3 separate regions of the Mus musculus genome follow, and all the other regions are linked to region 2. The links are chromatin contacts, called in public HiChIP or PLAC-seq maps. All regions are on one chromosome and are shown on one strand. The core of a region is the stretch at or near the end of the contact, and the rest is flanking DNA. Distances in the headings are between cores, read along the strand shown.

Region 1 (3,406 bases), core at 584-3,083, 190 kb after region 2:
GTACACACACACACACACACTGACACACACACATACACACCAACACACACACACATACACACCAACACACACACACTGACACATAAACATGCATACACTGATACATCATACACACCAACACATACACACTGAACATACACACCAACACACACATACCAACATACACACAAACCGACACACACTGACACACACACTTAAAAATAAAATAAATATTAAAACAAAGTAGATACAAAGACACCGAGTTTCAGAAGGAGCTACCCAAGCCTCCTGGTTAATATGGAGCTGAGAATAGATTCTAACTTGGATCTCCTGACCCCGAAAAGCAGAATTATTTTGGGCATCTCTACAAAACCACAGTTGATGACAAGTTGGGGCTCATACATGTTGGGCCCTCACTGTGTGGATGCCGAGAGGTGATATTCTACAAATAAGGGGTGCACAGGAAGACAAAAGCCAGTATGATTTTCTATGCCTAACTATAAATCCAGGACGCCTGGGAGAGCTTGAAGGAGAGAAGGTGTAAGATGCTGACTTTGCACATAGCAAGGTTACTGCCAGTGAAACCCTGGGGTCCTCCTGTCTCCTCCCCAGCACTGTGTTTACAAGTACAGGCTGCCCAGCTTTTGGGGGAGGGAAGGAGGCTGTGTAGTGGACTCAGAGCACTCCCCGCAAGCACTTTAGCTATTGAGCTATTTTTCTAGGCCAGAAAGACACTATTTTTGAGACTTGAATGATTTCCTCTGAGCTCTACCTGAAACTCCAAAGTAAATACATTATCTACTATAAGGGACTCAGGATATGTGGACTTCTCTGACCACGAATACATTGTAGCCCAGACACAGCTCTGTTTTTTGACCACTACTCTGGGGCACTCCACTGCTCCAATAGGGGAAAAGTTCACCCCCAGGGAGGGAGAGGGGGAGGGAGAGGTAGAGGGAGGGGAAAGACAGAGAGAGAGAGAACAAGGAAATATTCAAAAGGAAATATTCACTGTGGTTTATTCCTTGGATGACTTGGGTATCTGCAGTGTTGCTGCTGGGTCCATGTACTTCAGCTCACGTGGACTCATCAGCCCTGTAAGAAATTACGGGTTTTACCTCACTAAATAAATAAATAAATAAATGGATTTCAATCCAGTCTGCTAATTTTTCTAAGGATTAGCCTTCTCCAGTGTTCCCCAGAGAAGGGGAAACCATCTCATTTTTAACTAGGTTTGGTGTTTCTCAGGGATAACCTGGTAAAACTGTATCTCTTGACACGTGTCTCTTTAGAACACTCAGATCTGTCACCTAATTAAGAAGCTTTATTGACATCCCAAACCATTGTCCTGATGATGGCAAAGCATTTCAGAAGTTTCCCTGAAGATCAGCAAAGTTTCCTAGTTTTTCTTTGGTTTGGATTCTGCGATGTACATAAATGTAAATCATCAAGTGAGTTGTGATTTTTTTAATTACTGAAAAAAAGTGATTAATTCCGATAAGGATCACTCCAAAGGTAATAAAGATAAAAGCTGTCAAAATTAATTAAACACATATTCATTAAATCCAAGGTAGCTTTGGATTCTTTATTGCACAAATACAATTAACGTTTAATCTGAATCTTGGTGAGTTACATAATCATGTGCCTTAGAAATAAAGGGAGGGTACAACCTTGGCCTTCTCCGGTTTACATGGGAAAACATTAATGACGCTGACATCGGAGACAATTAGACAGTGTCAGCCGATTGTTTTTCGCCAGCTTTCTCTCACATCTGTGGTGTCTACAAGCAAGAAGGCTCATTGTTTGCACCGGCCTCCTTCGGGCCTTGGCTTTTTGTGTAAACCGTCAATCTCTTGGCGAGTATCAAAGCCGTGAGGAAATTAGACCGGACCAGCTCTGCTGCCCCACACTAAAGCTTAGCAGGGAGCATCCACTATTCTTCTAATTAGGCAGTGACCAACAAAATAACCTGTCAATGTCTGCTAGCCATTTCCCACACACCTGCACTTCATACCCTAATAAGCGTTCAGCAAGAGGGAGAAAGGAGCAACTGCTGAAGGGTGAAAAATGAACAAAATATAACAATGTTTCCATTCCACCTGTGCCTCCGGCAATTTCCATGTAACATTAGGGGTACTCCCCATGTCTGAAGACTCACAATACAGTATCTGAAATCTGAACCCAGGGGGGGAAGCCACACAGTGAGACTGTATTAAGGTTTGCTTAGAAAATATCACACCAAGAAGAATCTAGAGTTATGTATGAAACCCAGGAAACTGAAAATGACCATAATTTATATTAGGTGCCAAGAGGCTGACTTAAAAAAAAAAAAAAAAGCAAAACAAAACAAACAAAAATCATTTTCCAGTGCAGTCTCTGAAGGAGAGAAATGCATGTGATTTTATTTATCACTTCTGTTCATAGAACACAAAAGATAACAGAGACTGAATATGGCACGTCCGTGTTTTCAACCCTCCCCATCGTGACTCAGGAAGCCTGTAACCCCCAGTCATCATGCAACCTACCATACATTAATTCATTTCTTTTACAGACCTCTGGTTTTCCATGGGTTCCTACTGTCATCTTCTGGAGATATTTCTGCAAACAGCTTTACCATGTCTACTACTGTCATTCACAGACAAATGTCTCTGCCATGCTGTCCAGGAAGCCACAAAGGTACAAAATCAAGCAGACCACAAACACTCAGATTACTCTCCTGCTTTAAAGTGAGCCTGAAAACTCACAATCCAACTACAGAAACATCCCCTAGCAGCTTTAACAATAGTATTCTCAGAAGATGGCAGCCCGAACTCGCTCTGCTTCATTACTTGGGTCCTGACATTCACTTTAACACTAGTCTTTATTGACTTCAGAATTTCTGAATACAAAATATACTACGTCTTAGACATACTCACACACACACACACACACACACACACCAAAACTAAAGAACACAGCAATTGGTAGTTCTACCTGAAATGACAGTAACTGTAGCTCTAACTTAAGGACTATGAAGCGAGCACGCTTTGTACAATACCACTCTCTACTTTAGTCCGCCCCAAACAAAGACCTTGTGGTATAGGCACCTACATGATAGATTCCTTATGAAAAGACTTTTAAGACCATATATGCTTTTCAAAAGCTCCTATTTGTGCCTTAGAGGAGAGAGAGAGAGAGAGAGAGAGAGAGAGAGAGAGAGAGAGAGAGAGAGAGAACACAGAAACATAAGAACAAAATTGTTAGGGGAGGGTGCATCTTTGCATCTTAATGCACCAAGGAACGAGCTACATTGTGTCAGCATCTTCCTGGACCCCAGACAATGAAGGCCAAGGTGTAATTGGGCTTTGGTAGATACTTCTGAGCTAACTTAGCTTTTCATTAGAATTTATCCAAAAACAACATTTATAAATAAAAACTTTTCTCCACC
Region 2 (3,580 bases), core at 48-2,547:
GAGATCAGTAGAAAGAGCAGTCTGCTGGGGGGGTGAGAATGTGAAGCACAGCTTTTCTTAAGACACAAAACTCAACCTTCACAGGATGGGCGAAGGAGGTACCTTCCACAGGAGGCGGGTTGGTATGAGGACGGCCACACCCAGGAATAAAAGCAATGGCAACATTGTGGGCTCGTTTTTAAACAAAGGTGCACTAAAATCCCAGCTGTGAGCGCTCAGCTCTGCGATGGACAAGGAGATGACTAAGTCTCTGCTTCCACCATCCAAGGACTTGCAGCCAGCCAGAGGGGAGGGCAAGTGTGTGATGACCCATCACACCACAGAAAGGAAATCGTCCTCAAAGAGAGTCCAGAGCAGGGAGGAATGGGTCTCGGTTATATAAGCGTACTTACAGAATCAGGTATTTTATCCACCTACATCCAACAGTACATTTATGGAAAACAACTGTTCCCAAATGCCTCTTCGCACTCGGGGTTATTTTAAGTGATTGTCCAGCGGACAGAGCAGGTAAGATTACGTTTTCCAGATGAGCAATGAAGGCACAAGTCTTTTAAGCAACCTGCTTTCTGTTGGGAACATAAAACAGGCAACAATAAAAAAAAAAAAACACGAAAACACCCTGTCTGTCTCGGCCCACTCCTATCCATTACTTGGATCGTCCTGCACCATCCAAGTAACGAGCACAGAAATAAGTTCTATCATTGCGTCTGGTACCTAACTGTCACAGTAAACAGGCAGCCCGCTGCTACAGACCATGACCCAAGGACTTTCTCATGGGCTGCGTTTTGCATGGCCTCCACCTCGCCCTGGGTCTCTCCAAAGCATCATCAGTCTTACTTCCTACACTGGGTTTCACTCTCAGTAATCTCCCCCAAAGGGAGCTTTCTGAGAGAGAGCATCACGAGGCGTGCAGCAAGCACAGTGCGTGGGTTGGAAGGGATGCATGCCCAGGACCTCCACGGCTCAGGAAGGGCACCCTGGGCTCTTGCATCCCTCTCCCTCGTTAACTGCAAGAGTTGAAGTGGCGGGTACCGCTCCCCAGCTTCTGCAAAACGAACTCAAACAATCGTTAAATGCCTCCCCGTCTGCAAAACTGTCCGAGGAACAGTGACAAACGGGGACGAGAGAGCACTAAGAGCGAAGCATTGAAGAAAGGCGAAGTGCGGACGGGACAACGATGGGTCCCGAACGGAAAGCTTGAGTCTCGGTCCACCAAGGGAAGGAAGCCTCGCGAGATCTAGGGGTCGTGATCTCGTTGCGTTGCCTAGCGACAAAAGGACGCTGGCGGGCCCCCTGGCAAAACCCCGCTGTAGCCCTAAGTCTCCTACCATGGGAGATGAAGACGGCGGCCGCAGAGGCGGGATCACTAGGGACCTGCAGAAGCTGAAGCAGCAGGCGATGGCGTACTACCAGGAGAACGACGTCCCGCGCAAGCTGGAAGATCTGCTCAACTCCACCTTCTACCTCCAGCCTGCGGATGTCTACGGGCACCTGGTAGGGACGCGCGGGGAGCTCCCTCCTCCCTCTGGCCCACGCTGCGGCAGCGCGATGCGTCTGCGCCTGCGCAACGGAGTCGCGCCTGCGCGCTGCTGGGCAGAAGGGTTAGGGGATGCCCAGCTGAGAGCAGGGCGAGCGTGCTGCGCGGGGAGGATGCGGAGAGTTGACAAGAGGACCCTGAATGGGTCTGTAGCTCAGGTCTGCTCCGAGACTGGCGAGCTTCTTTTCTATCCAAGGAGCTCACCTGCCGTTGGTTTTCTAAACCACAGACCTGACGCTGAACTTACCTTACCTGCGGGCGGGGACGCAAGCTGGACCACGAAACGAATGCCAGGGACTTGGCTGCAGCCCACCCCGGGTCCCATTCCTTTGGCTTCCACTCCCCCCTGATGTCTCAGATTCCAAGTCTAAGCTCCCAGGTGTGAAAACCTCACGCACCCTGCATTGGCTAGGTACCCAACGTCTCGGGCCAGTGACTGCCAAAATGCAGATTTCACTCGGAGGCCCTTCTCCGTTGTTGACTGAGTGTCCTTGAGCTCTCCTAGGGCCATCCTACAGTAATCCTTTGAGTTACCTAATGGTTGGCTGCTGAGGAGGGGGATTCCTGTGCATCAGATGTGACTTGGAAAGGAGTTGGGGTACCTACCACTCGTTGTCTTCGTCTCTAAAAGCTCTGCAAGATTTAAAACAAACAAACAACCCTCCCTTTTTTAAATAAAGAACTTGGGCCTCAGGGCTTTAACTAGTACCCCCACCCTCACCCCTACCCCTGCACTGTGGGACAAAGGGACAATTATAGACTTTTTGTGGAATAGGTGAGTGAAGGCCTTATAAAGATTTCAATCCCTCTCTCTCTTGCTGAAGGAACTGTTAACTCGTTGTCTAAAAGGACACCTCACCCTGTCTCTTCCTAGTCTGTTAGGCAGCCTGGCACTGGTTTGTACAGCTCTTTGGGAACTCCCATACCTTAGTTAGGGGCGGCCCCATTTGCTTTCTATCCTTTGCTACAACATTCTGACCAAAAGCAACTTAGGAACTTGTTTATTTGGTTTACATTTCCATGCCACAGCCCATCACTGAGGGAAGTCTGGGCAGGAAATGCAGCAGAGGCTATAGGAAGAAAAAAAATGCTGCCTACTGGTTTGCTTCTCATGGCTTGCTCAGCCTGCTTTCTTGGACAACCCTGGTCAACCTGCCCAAGGGTGTCAGCGCCCATAGTAGGCACAGCGCTCAGAAGTCAATCTTGGATCCCTTCCAAGTGATTTCTGCTCTGCCACTTAAAGGAAATTGCAATTACTAAGCTTCCCAAGAGGCCTGTTGGAGTTAGGTGTCACTGTGCATCAGCTGATGGTTGGTGAGGGGAACACGGTTTTCACTGTTGACAAGCCAGATGTCTGCCTGGGGGTGGGCAGGGATAAAAATTATCCCCTTCGGATTTTTAAAATCTGAATATGTCACAGTATAAAGACCAATGACTTCCACAACTTGAGAAGAAGGATTAGGGAGTCAGTCAGTCGGCTTGCCATAGAAAAGCTTGCTGGAGAGAGATACCAAGTCTGTGGGTTAAGAAAGGTCTCGGGCATGGTGGCACACCCCTTTAATCCCAGCAGTTGGGAGGCAGAGGCAGACGGATTTCTGAGTTCGAGGCCAGCCTGGTCTACAAAGTAAGTTCCAGGACAGCCAGGGCTACACAGAGGAAACCCTGTCTCTAAAAACAAAAATCAAACAACAACAAAAAAAAGGTCTCAGGGTTTCTAATGAGACATGCTGTCCCAGCAGAGCTGTGGGGCTAACCCAGATCCAGGAAGGAGGACACATGTGGAGATGTTTTGTAGGAAATTCAATGTGTCTGGCCTTGTAGATAAATTCAATGTGATTTCTAATTTTTGCTTTTGTGTATGTGTTGAAGGCAAACTACTTTTCTAAACTTGCGAAGCCTCCCTCCATATGCAAAATAGTAGGGAAAACCATACTGGATGGCCTGGGACTTCCTACTCTACAGGTGGAAATCTCCTGCACCATTCAAAATTTCCCCAAGGTATGAGGCAGTTAAAAAAATTTGTTCTTTTGTGTGTCTTGCCCA
Region 3 (3,208 bases), core at 28-2,527, 250 kb after region 2:
AAAAAAAAAAAAAAAAAAAAAGAACAAAATTTCAGTCACTTTAATACACACTTTAAGGGTGATTTATGATAACTGTAGCCTGCAGTGACTAAGGCTATACTGAATGTTCAGAGCTGAAACATTCAGTCTGTTGTATTCAGGGAAAGTTCTCTCTACAATTTTGGGGGAAAAAATTTAAAAAACGCGGAAGCAATTGTCAAATCTCTTTCACCTGTGCAATATCTTTTTTGTTGTTGTTGTTGTTGATAAATGTGTCCAATTACATGGCTAGGGTTCAGATGCCCACAAACAGTTTCATTTTTGATGGTTCGGTAGCTGTAATTCCAGGCTGCTATTTCACTGTATTGGAAGGCACGTGGTTATCTTTGCTCCTTTCTTCTTCCTCACGCTTAAACCAGCCCCCCCCCCACCCAAAAAAAAACACATCAAGAAACCAAATAATCCGGGAAAACAAGAGGCACCGTTTGTATTCTAAAGGCTGAAATCCTCGACATAAGTAAAGGGACGATTCTGACACTTGGCGGTAACCTCCCAGATTCAGGTCTTGCATCTGTGAAATGGGCTTGGGCTGGGGGCTTCACGGCAGGACGTTGTCCCCAGGTATCAACAACTCATTGTCTCCTGACTTTCGGGTGTTTGAAAGCTCTTGGGCCTTTTTGGGGGAAGCAGGTCCAAACCCTTCCCGGGCCAATTTGCCTTCTAGAAGCCACAGGGGACACACACACACACACACACACACACACACACACACACACACACGGTGCGTCTGGCATTTTGGTTTATTGCCTTTACAAAGGTTTTTGGAGGTCATCTCAGACTTAAACTAAAGAGTGGGGGCGGGGGGGGATGCAAAGTGAAAGGGGAAAGGATCGGGGGAAGGGGGCGAGAGAGGGAAGCTGCAGGGTTGACACCAAGAGAAGGAAAGAAAATAACCCAGAAAAGAATCGTGCCGCTGGAAAAACTGGGGGAGGAAAAGAGCGGAAGGTATTGCTTCGGGAGGCACCCGAGCCGCGGGGCTTATAGAGGGACTGGGCCTGAAACTCGGCCACGTCCTCCCGGCCCTGCTCCGAGTGTCCCCGGTCAGGGAAGGTAAGAGCCGACCCAGACTCATCTAGAGACGGAGCAGAGGAAGTCGCAGCCCGGGGCTCGTCCGGGCGAGTCAGGGTGGGCACATTTCTCCCGTAGTAGCATTTGCGGGGGACGGAGGAAGTAGTTGGGGGCAGGGGGCGATAGTGCCACCCGGAGCCTCGCGGAGTCCCCGGTGTTCGGCTGGAAGCTCCTGTCCCAAGTACTGCTCTGCGCTCTGCATTAGGCAGCGGCCGAGTTGGGAGCACACCCGTAGGGGCCCGCGAGGTTTTTCCTTGTCTCTTGGGCGACGACCTTCGGGAGATAGTCAAAAAGCTGGTGACCCGCGCACTGACAAGATCTCCGAGTCTCCACCTGAATCCTGATGGCCTAGGGACCTTACCTCGGCGACTGGCCCAGCCTCAGAACTCCTTCAAGCCTTTCTCTCCTAGTACAGGGACCTCAAACTCCGGAACTCCCGAGATGGAGCAAAAAGACACTACCTACGCATTCCCGCGCCAGAGGAGGGTCCCTGGGGGGGCGCTCTCCAGATCCTAGGGGCGAGGGTTACCTTCCCAGCACCTTGCGAGGGTGGGTACCAGTCTGGGCCCCATAACACCGTCACTGCTACTTGTAATTTCTTCGCTTTGCCCCTCCCTTTGGAGAAAGAGGCAGTTTTACCCAAAGGTAGCGCTGGGTGAGCCGTGGGTTTGAGAGTTAAAGAGGGTCTTCTGTCTCAGAGGAACTTCTTAGCACCAAAATATCTCCAGGCCAACATTTTTTTTTAAACCACAAATTGATTATTTTGAGATCTCTCTCTCTCTCTCTCTCTCTCTCTCTCTCTCTCTCTCTCTCTCTCTCCTCTCTCCACATTGATACACTGATGATCCTTCAGTGGTAGAGAGGGGAAGTGTTTTTTCTGGGTTAGTGTCTTCTTTGCCTCCTTTCATCCTCCAAAGTCCAAGAGCAGTCAAACGAAATGTGTTTTGTTTTGTTTTTGTTTGGTTGTTTTTTTTTTTTTCCTAACTCTTGCGATAAAATTCAATGCTCCTGTCTGGACAGTTCACATCCAAGAAGGCTTGTGTGTGTCCAGCTCTGTGTAGCCAGCTACTTGAACGCTTTCTCCGAAGATTATGGTGACAACAGGGTGACAAGAACCAGGGAACTAACAGCTCTTGAGTAGTCATTTGTACCAACCTGTACTTGGAGGTGAGACATGTATGTACACAACCTTTTCCGCTCCACTTTTAATTTTTGTCAGAGGAGGTCAGAATTGGCAGATTAAAAAAAAAGATATTATTTGCAGAGTTATGAATGTCCCCACAGAAACTATTTCTATCAGACCACTAGTTGTGACAGGGTTAGGAAACCAGTTTAAACTGTTAATCGGCCACAAAAAGGGCCTCAGATCGACGCCTTTCATTGTAAGGCTGTAAAAGCTAAGCTGTACATCGGGAAGAAATTAGACAGCGGCAAAACCATTACCTTGACTTCCCACAATAAAGACAACCTTAAGAGGGGCTATTGATGGTTTCAAATTACATCACAGCAGTTTGTGGGTTCTTCCTCCGAGCTCATGGAATACAATTTTAAAATGTGGATTCTTCAAAGAGCAGTCGCCGGCATGGTATTCACACATGGACAGGCAGCTACCCTTTGATTTTATTTATTGCAAAGTGGAGGTGAAGAGAGGAAAACAAAGACAAACAACCAGAATAAGGAGTTTAAAAAGAATCATGTCCGGTTTATATTTCCCAAGCTTTCTGTGCTCTTTCTTGCAGGGAAACTGGGGTGGGGGTGGGGGGCGGGAAGGGGACCAGAGGGAAACCCCTGTGCATGGCCCGTCCTGTCCGCCCTCTGCTTCTGAAGGTTCCAATCTGCACTCAGACTTGTGGGTTAAAGTTGGGAAAGACATTTTCCCAAACACGACTCCAGGGCCAGGGTCACACCGAAACTCCACTAGTCCTTTGGGGAGAAATCTCTCCGTTGGCCATGGTGGCCTTGTGCCTTCCACCAGCCGATTCCCCCGAAAGAGCTTGTACATTGGTAAAATTCACCGAAAGCGGGTGGCCCACCCTCCTCTTTTACTCTCAAAAGTGGTCTCTGCATTTTCAGGAGTCTCAAAAAGAGGAAGTCCCTCTCA

What was found. HiChIP or PLAC-seq counts read pairs in DNA pulled down with a chosen protein or histone mark.
Region 1: an H3K4me3 HiChIP or PLAC-seq map of embryonic forebrain shows a contact between it and region 2, with 3 times the contacts expected there. The contact joins the enhancer-like site here to the promoter of Eno4 in region 2. A contact is called at or near these places in 2 of 39 promoter capture datasets (cranial neural crest and neural stem cells), 9 of 115 datasets of contacts at active chromatin or transcription factors (bone marrow-derived macrophages, embryonic basal ganglia, embryonic forebrain and 4 more) and 2 of 9 other capture datasets (adipose tissue and pancreatic islet).
Region 3: a contact with region 2 is called in an H3K4me3 HiChIP or PLAC-seq map of embryonic forebrain, with 5 times the contacts expected there. The contact joins the enhancer-like site here to the promoter of Eno4 in region 2. A contact is called at or near these places in 7 of 39 promoter capture datasets (the C10 cell line, cranial neural crest, frontonasal cranial neural crest and 4 more), 1 of 15 datasets of contacts at CTCF or cohesin (the NIH/3T3 cell line), 9 of 484 Hi-C or Micro-C datasets (3T3-L1-derived adipocytes, the N1E-115 cell line, bone marrow-derived macrophages and 6 more), 22 of 115 datasets of contacts at active chromatin or transcription factors (SST interneurons, bone marrow-derived macrophages, craniofacial prominence and 13 more) and 4 of 9 other capture datasets (adipose tissue, embryonic stem cells, liver and 1 more).

What each region holds. Positions count from the first base shown.
Region 1 is chr19:59,131,613-59,135,018 of GRCm38.p6, forward strand. No RefSeq gene overlaps it. Among named protein-coding and RNA genes, the nearest start is that of Vax1, 37 kb to the right of the region's middle. Within about 2 kb of position 1,834, at least 11 of the 459 cell types and tissues checked have an H3K27ac peak or open chromatin away from gene starts, as enhancers often do. A contact at or near this core is called in embryonic forebrain, where this site is marked.
Region 2 is chr19:58,942,128-58,945,707 of GRCm38.p6, forward strand. Eno4 (enolase 4) reads left to right here and starts at 1,298. Exons shown (of 14, transcript NM_178689.4): 1 at 1,298-1,494; 2 at 3,407-3,535. The coding sequence starts at 1,330. It also overlaps a transcript of Hspa12a not described here.
Region 3 is chr19:59,192,989-59,196,196 of GRCm38.p6, forward strand. No RefSeq gene overlaps it. Among named protein-coding and RNA genes, the nearest start is that of 4930442E04Rik, 23 kb to the left of the region's middle. Within about 2 kb of position 1,278, at least 18 of the 459 cell types and tissues checked have an H3K27ac peak or open chromatin away from gene starts, as enhancers often do. A contact at or near this core is called in the N1E-115 cell line and embryonic forebrain, where this site is marked.